Regions from separate parts of the Danio rerio genome. Here region 2 is linked to region 1. A link is a contact called in public Micro-C data. All regions are on one chromosome and are shown on one strand. Each heading gives the region's core, a stretch centred on a gene start, on an enhancer-like site or on the middle of the called end of the contact. The rest is flanking DNA. Distances are from core to core; before and after follow the strand shown.

Region 1 (3,514 bases), core at 654-3,153:
AATTTTACATCTCATCTCAATATTCCTCTCATTGCTTTGTCTCTTTAGGATCCCCATACATTCGCAGTGTGGTGCTTTGATATTTGTGCAGTAATTGCGAAAAACAAAACTAATAAACCTGAGACATATGGCCAAAACGAATCAAAGCTTTTGATCAGTATTTCTTTTCGTTTAGTAGTGTTTGAATCTCGATAAACCTGGATCAACAAGATGGAGATAGCAAAGACCACACAAAATGCTTCAGACACATTGAGTAGGTGTGACACCCATGCATTTCTACACTAGAACTCTAGACATTTATGATATAATCAAGTGCAACAATAACAATTGTACACACACTTGCTGGATCCCCCTACACACACACACACAATCAAAAATCACAGAGGCATGTGAGTTTACATTTATAAAACATCAAATGGCTTCTCAGATGATCTGGGCATACGGTCACATAAAACTGCTGAAGCACTTTTGATACTCTGATTGCTGATCTTACAGAAAATAGCCATTAAAATACCTTCATTTTAGTGATACATCAAGTAGCTACAAAAACATGGATAATATGTTTTTGTAGTGTTATAGAGAGGATCGGACGAGCTCCAGAGCCTTGTGCTAAAACTTTCAAGCATTGCTGTAATGGTTAAATGCTTTGTTCTGTGCTGCCTTGTTACTAATTGTAGCTTTAGAACATCTTGGCTTACACTACATTACAGCATAGATCTCAAACTTGATTCCTGGAACCAGCAGCTCTGGACAATTTTGCTCCAACCCTAATCAAACACAGCTTATCCAAATAATCAAGGAGTACTAGAGACTATTATGCAGGTGTGATTTGAAGGTGGTAGGAGCTGTGGCTCCCCAGGAATTTGGTTCGAGATCATTGCATACAGAATGTCATCATCATCAAATGTCACTGACTGCTGGCAAACATCATATATTCACCTGTCTGGATTTTAAATAGTCTGTGTATATAAATCTAATTTTTTGAGATGACTTCTGTAATGCGACTGTAGGAGTTAACTGCTTATTTTCTGCAATAAAAGTAGAGATACACATTTAACGTGTACGAGTTTAACAGCTCAGCCTCAAAACCAACTACAACTATAAAGACACATAGAAAGCCTGTGTAAAGTCCTTCAATTCAAAGTGCTATCCAACTGGACGTGTTTCAAGTCTGAAAACGGCTTCATCTGTCAGACGCTTCACGACGCTGCGAGTGGAGGATGACGGTTTGATTTCCAATAGTACAGTGATGAGATGACGACAAAATGGACTAAGAGCTCAACATCTACAGAGTATACACCTAATACATACTGTAAAGATGTTTAAAATCCTTCGAAATGGCTCACAAACATGTAAACATTGATAAAATAAACATATCTTACTAAAATAATGTCATATAATAATTTTTCTTCTAAAAATCAGCGAGTAAAATAGTGGGAACGCTCTCTGATTTTGCAATGCAAACATATTAGCAGACGGACTTTACCTCACAGTGAAACACAGACACCAATAATGGCAGCCTCGCAAAGAGGAGCTGTCGGTTCTTTATGTAGCCAGCAGAGGGCGCCGCTTTACTGAGAGGCTGAAACCGGTTCGTGACAAACACTCTTAATGTGAGAGGAGACGAACATGTCTGAATCTCTTCGTCCATTTTCTCCTCCCACGAAACAGACTTTGGTTTTTGACACTTTTCCTTCTGGCATCTCTCAACCCTAGCGTTTAATCACCACCTGTTCGTAGGCACCAGCACCAACCCTAAAAAAGAGAAGCCATCAGCATTTTACATGAAGCCCAGTAAACGCTTTGCACTGTACTAAATGCACCGGGCTACATTTTTATAGACCGCGAGGGAATACCAGTGATAACTGTGTGATTCATTGTCAAGTAAAAGAGAGAGGAAGCCTAAAATTTAAATCCTCAATTAGCTTCATGTTGTAACAAACTGTTTTGGTGATTTACTTATGTGACACACTACCAGAAATGCAGGAGAAAAAGAGGTTTAGCAGAACACACAAGCTGTTCTTTTTTCATATAACTGAATTGAAGTGAATTGGGACAGATATCAACCTCCAGAAAGAACCACTAATGTAGTCCGTGTGAATTTATCCCTAGTAGCAAAGAATTCTTGCCCAGATTTGGCAAAAAGCTGGCACAGCAGGCATTCATCCGGCACTGGTATACAGCATGTGGGCCAAACATGGCCCGGGTTTGGCAGAGGTGGCACTGTTTTTAAGGCAGCACACAAGATTTGGGCCAGATGAAAAACGTAGTATTTGGCCCAGATTTAAAAATTTGATAAGTGGGCCAATTGAGTTTGGCCAGTCTTGACCCACATTTAAAATACAATAAAATCATTTTTGAGTAAAGAAAAAAAATTCTACCAATCAGGTCACTTTGAGAAAAAGCATGCCCATAGTGTGCCTTAAGCGCATCACTCCATAGGTTTGTCAATTTCATTGCAATCGTGACACACCAACCTATCTGGCCCAGTTCAGGCCCAGTTATGAGTTATTAACTTGACTGAGACTTGGCCCACATATGGTCTGTGTTTGGCCCTTGTCTGGAAGCCAGATTTGGTCCAGTCATGTACCGTAATTCACTGCGGCATGTGGGCCAAGCAAAACCTGATTGTGTGGGCCAGAGATGGGCCAGAGAAATTTTGCTATGTGGGATGTTACTGTATTTCCAGTCATTTTCATAATTGCTGTTGTATGGCTTCAGAAGACTTGCCCACAAATACATTTACGGTCTCTTTTGATCATTCTTTTAAAGGAAGAAAATTAGGACAATTATCTAAACTCTTTGGTCATTTTTGAGCAAGATGCTAATGGTCTAATCCGATTCAATTATCTATGCTAAGCTAAGCTAATAGTGCTCCTGCCTGACTTCAAGATCAAATGAATGGATTCAAAGATGTTTTAACTACACAATTTAACTCCTTGGGAGTTGCAAAATGAGGTTATTTACAAAAAAGGTAAAGTGATCGTTTTAAAAGTGCTGTATGTCAGGTTTTGACTTTTCTAAAGCATAAAATACCATAATATGTTTGCAGATAATTAAGAAACATGCAAAGTGAAAATACTTGTTTATCTGAAAAGTCAGCTATTCTGCTTTGAAAAAAATGTGAGTTACGTGCCGGAATATCTGTCTTTGTTTTGGTTCTTTTAACCTGCCCACTGACACTTTAGCCTATTATATTTCAGCACCCTGGGTTACCTTGTTGAAAAACCTGGTATTTTATTCATTTATTCAGAAAGGCTCTAAGCATGTGTCCGTGACTGAAATGAGACCTCCGGTGGACAGTAGCAGACTCCGAAATGAGAAGCAGATTCGGAGTTCCACATGAGGTGGTTATGAATTAGCAAATAATATAAATATTATGAAGGTAAACATTGGGTGAGCAGGTTACATTGTAAGCCTGTGTCATAACAACACGCTACGTACAGTAACAAGGTGAGCAGTGATAAGCAATTTAGCTGTTTGCACCAGACGAAACATGACAGAAATTTAAATA
Region 2 (3,514 bases), core at 416-2,915, 110 kb after region 1:
TAAACTCTCAAATAAGGGAAAATTTGTAATGCTGACTTAAGTTTGTAAATCTAAAACCGATTTAATTGTTGTATTATTATTATTATTTAAAATTCAAACAAAAAATTATAAACCAAAATGTGAGCAATACATTAGCAATGGATGACAACAAAAAAAAAACTATAAAAACAAACATTAAGAATTGTATTAAATAAACAGACACCAAATTAAAATAAACATTTGTGTAAATAAATACAGGAATGCTAATAATTTTAAATATTGAAAAGTTTTACATACAAATAAAAACTTGACATGTTTAGGCCTCCTTTTTGCATTGTAATTAGTTAAAATCAAAAAGTAATTTTATCAACAACAAAAAAAAGTTCTTTAAGTACAGTTGAAGTCAAAATTATTACCCCAATTAGACTTTTTTTGTCTTTTTAAAATTTCCCTAATTATAATTAACAGATCAAGGACATTTTCACAGTATGTCTGATAATATTTTTCTTCAAGAGAAAGTCTTATTTGTTTTATTTCGGCTAGATTAAAAGCAGCTTTTATTTTTTGAAACCAAATTTAAAGTCAAAATTATTAGCCCCTTTAAGCTATATTATTTTAATAGTTTACAGAACAAACCATCATTATACAATGACTTGCCTAATTACCCTAACCTGACTAGTTAACCAAATTAACCTTGTAAAACCTTTAAATGTCACTTTAAGCTGTACAGACGTGTCTTAAAAATATCTAGTATGTTATGTTATTAGTATTTTAATGTTATTTAATTTCATCATGGCAAAGATAAAATAAATCAGTTATTAGACATGAGTTCAAAAGTTAATAAAATAATATAATTCTTTAAAAACATGAACACGTTTGTACAGATTGCCTTGACAGATGTTTGACTCACATAGCCTACACTTTTCACCAGCGCCTCCAGAAGCTCATCAGCATCTCCAAGATCCTCCAGCTCATCAAACAAACTGATGTCTAGAAATGTAAAAGATAATATGTGAACTAAACTTGACAGGAGCAAAGCTTAGTTACAGAGTAAGGCCCAAAAACAACGTTCTGAAACAAATCAAGTCAAAAAAAGTATCCATTTCATCATTTTCTTTCATGCAGGTTTGTGTCCAGCTCAAGCTGCCTGTAAACAATGAGGTGTAACACAGAACATTTGGTATGCATTTCAGTTTCTTTATGTTAACCTAAGCCTAAATTACACTTTTTTCTTCAAAAGACAGTCAGGGTGTATGAACTGAATGCATAATGTTACATAATAGCACAACTATACGCTTGTGTAAAAATGCAGTTGTAAAACGACAAGAAATAATTACATTTGAAGTCAAATTCGACTATCTTTATGGTTGTGAACAACATTTTAAATTGAAACTACCAAAACAACACTGCGGATGAATGAGACAGGTTCACCCATCTGTTTTGTGAAACTTACATCTACATTAGGTTGCTCTTTAGAGATTATTTTACATACGACTCCGCATTCTTGTTCATACCATAAGTATTTACAGTCTTTATTGCACTTGAAGACTCAGAAGACTCACGCTGTCATGGATTTATCTAGAACGTGTATCTTACCCCACTCTCCATCCTGGTCGATGGAAATATCTCCCACTTCCTTACTACTCATCGAAGGATTCATTAAATCTAACATTAAATTCGACGACATTGTGCCTTGAAAACATTAGTAACAGTAAAAGTGAGTCGAATGACGGACGCTAGTTACAGAGCTCTGCGTGTAGTAACAAACACTCTCGCTTTTCCCGATTCTGATGAAACTGCATAACAATAATGCACCAAGTACACGTCTTGTTTTACGGTAGTTCTACGGGTGCCGAAGTGGTTCAAATCATTACCTAAAACCTGCCTTGTTGTTCTTCATCTCTTCACCACACGGGGGGAGTAGACTGTCGGTTTTGCTCTAACTTAGGGAGTCATTTTGAAGAATCAGTTATTTTGTTGTAAAAAAAAAACGCTGATCAAAAAAGGATTGAACTGTTTTGACACATCAAATGTTTTTAACACACTAGTTTGGTGTATATATTTGCTTTGCAGTTTTCATTGCAGTCTTGCAAAGCTTATTTATAATCTAATTTTCATAGCTGTCTCTAAACATAACAGTTTTAATAACTCATTTCTAATAACTGATTTATTTTATCTTTGCCATTATGACAGTAAATAATATTTGACTAGATGTTTTTAAAGACACTTCTGTACAGCTTAAAGTGACATTTAAAGGCTTAACAAGGTCCAATAGGTTAACTGCAGGTTAGGGTTATTAGGAAAGTCATTGCATATCAATGGTTTGTTAAGGTCAAATAATTTTGACCTTAAAGAGATGTTTAAAAAATTAAAAACTGCTTTGATTCTGGCCGAAATAAACAAATAAGACTTTCACCAGAAGAAAAAATATTATCAGATTGTTATACTGTGAAAATTTCCTTGGTCTGTTAAACATAATTTTGGAAATATTAAAAAATAATAATAATTCAAAAGGGGGGCTAATAATTCTGACTTCAACTCGAACTTCACACAAACATCCACATTAACACATGCAGATAGCCTGCATGTAAACTCGCAGCATGTAAACACACCTACTTTTTTAATGTAAGAAAGAACTAAAACTGACTAACTAAAAGTATATTTTATTAAACCAGTTATTTTAAAAAAGAGATTTATTTTTATATCTAATATTTTATTATTCCAAACAAATATATATGCTAAAAAGGATTTGCATTAATTTACATTTATAGATATAAAATTTTGCTATATATATATTAGTGTAAACCCCAAAACAAGGTGTTTTGATTAAGTCTTAAACAAAGATTAAGATTATTGTGGATAATGAAAGCATTTTCAAAAAAGCACTTAATTCCAAAAAGATTGAACAAAAGGAAATTCCGAAAATAAATGAGCTACACTTTAAGTAGACGTTTCCCAGAAAGAGCAGGTACATCAATGTCACTTTTAAAACTTGTGCATAAGGATAGAGAGGAAATTTTTTTTTTTATAATCATATAAATTATTTTGGTGGCGCAGTAGGTTGTGCTGTCACCTCACAGCAAGAAGGTCAATGGTACGAGCTTCCACTGGGTCAGTTGACGTTTCTGTGTGGAGTTTGCATGTTCTCCCTGTGTTTGTGTGGGTTTCCTCCGGGTGCTCCGGTTTCCCCCTCAGTCCAAAGACATGTGGTACAGGTGAATTGGGTAGGCTAAATTTTTCGTAGTGTATGAGTGTGTCTGTGAATGAGTGTGTGTGGATGTTTCCCAGAGATGGGTTGCGGCAGGAAGGGCATCCTCTGCGTAAAAACGTGCTGGATAAGTTGGTGGTTCATTCTACTGTGGCGATGAAAAGTTATTGTTTGTTTTCAAATTTGTAAGACGAAATTTGTCCAATAATAAAAACAGATTTAGAGCACCGTAAGAGTTCACAAGACTGATTTCTCAAACAATAGGTGTTTGTTACTACATAAAGCCTAAAAGTAGTCAAATTAGATGCGCAGTTTGTATAGTCTGAC

The links. Hi-C and Micro-C count contacts between places; a contact is called where the count stands out from the background.
Region 2: a Micro-C map of caudal fin shows a contact between it and region 1, with 7 times the contacts expected there. The contact joins the promoter of atf6 here to the enhancer-like site in region 1. A contact is called at or near these places in 2 of 18 Hi-C or Micro-C datasets (caudal fin and an unstated tissue).

The regions. Positions count from the first base shown.
Region 1 is chr20:37,022,063-37,025,576 of GRCz12tu, forward strand. fam102bb (family with sequence similarity 102 member Bb) reads right to left here. Exons shown (of 11, transcript NM_001044844.1): 11 at 1,713-1,755. The coding sequence ends at 1,713. Among named protein-coding and RNA genes, the nearest start is that of henmt1, 9.0 kb to the left of the region's middle. Within about 2 kb of position 1,904, at least 3 of the 62 cell types and tissues checked have an H3K27ac peak or open chromatin away from gene starts, as enhancers often do.
Region 2 is chr20:37,134,669-37,138,182 of GRCz12tu, forward strand. It overlaps atf6 (activating transcription factor 6), which reads right to left and starts at 1,666. Exons shown (of 16, transcript NM_001110519.1): 1 at 1,576-1,666; 2 at 890-969. The coding sequence starts at 1,666.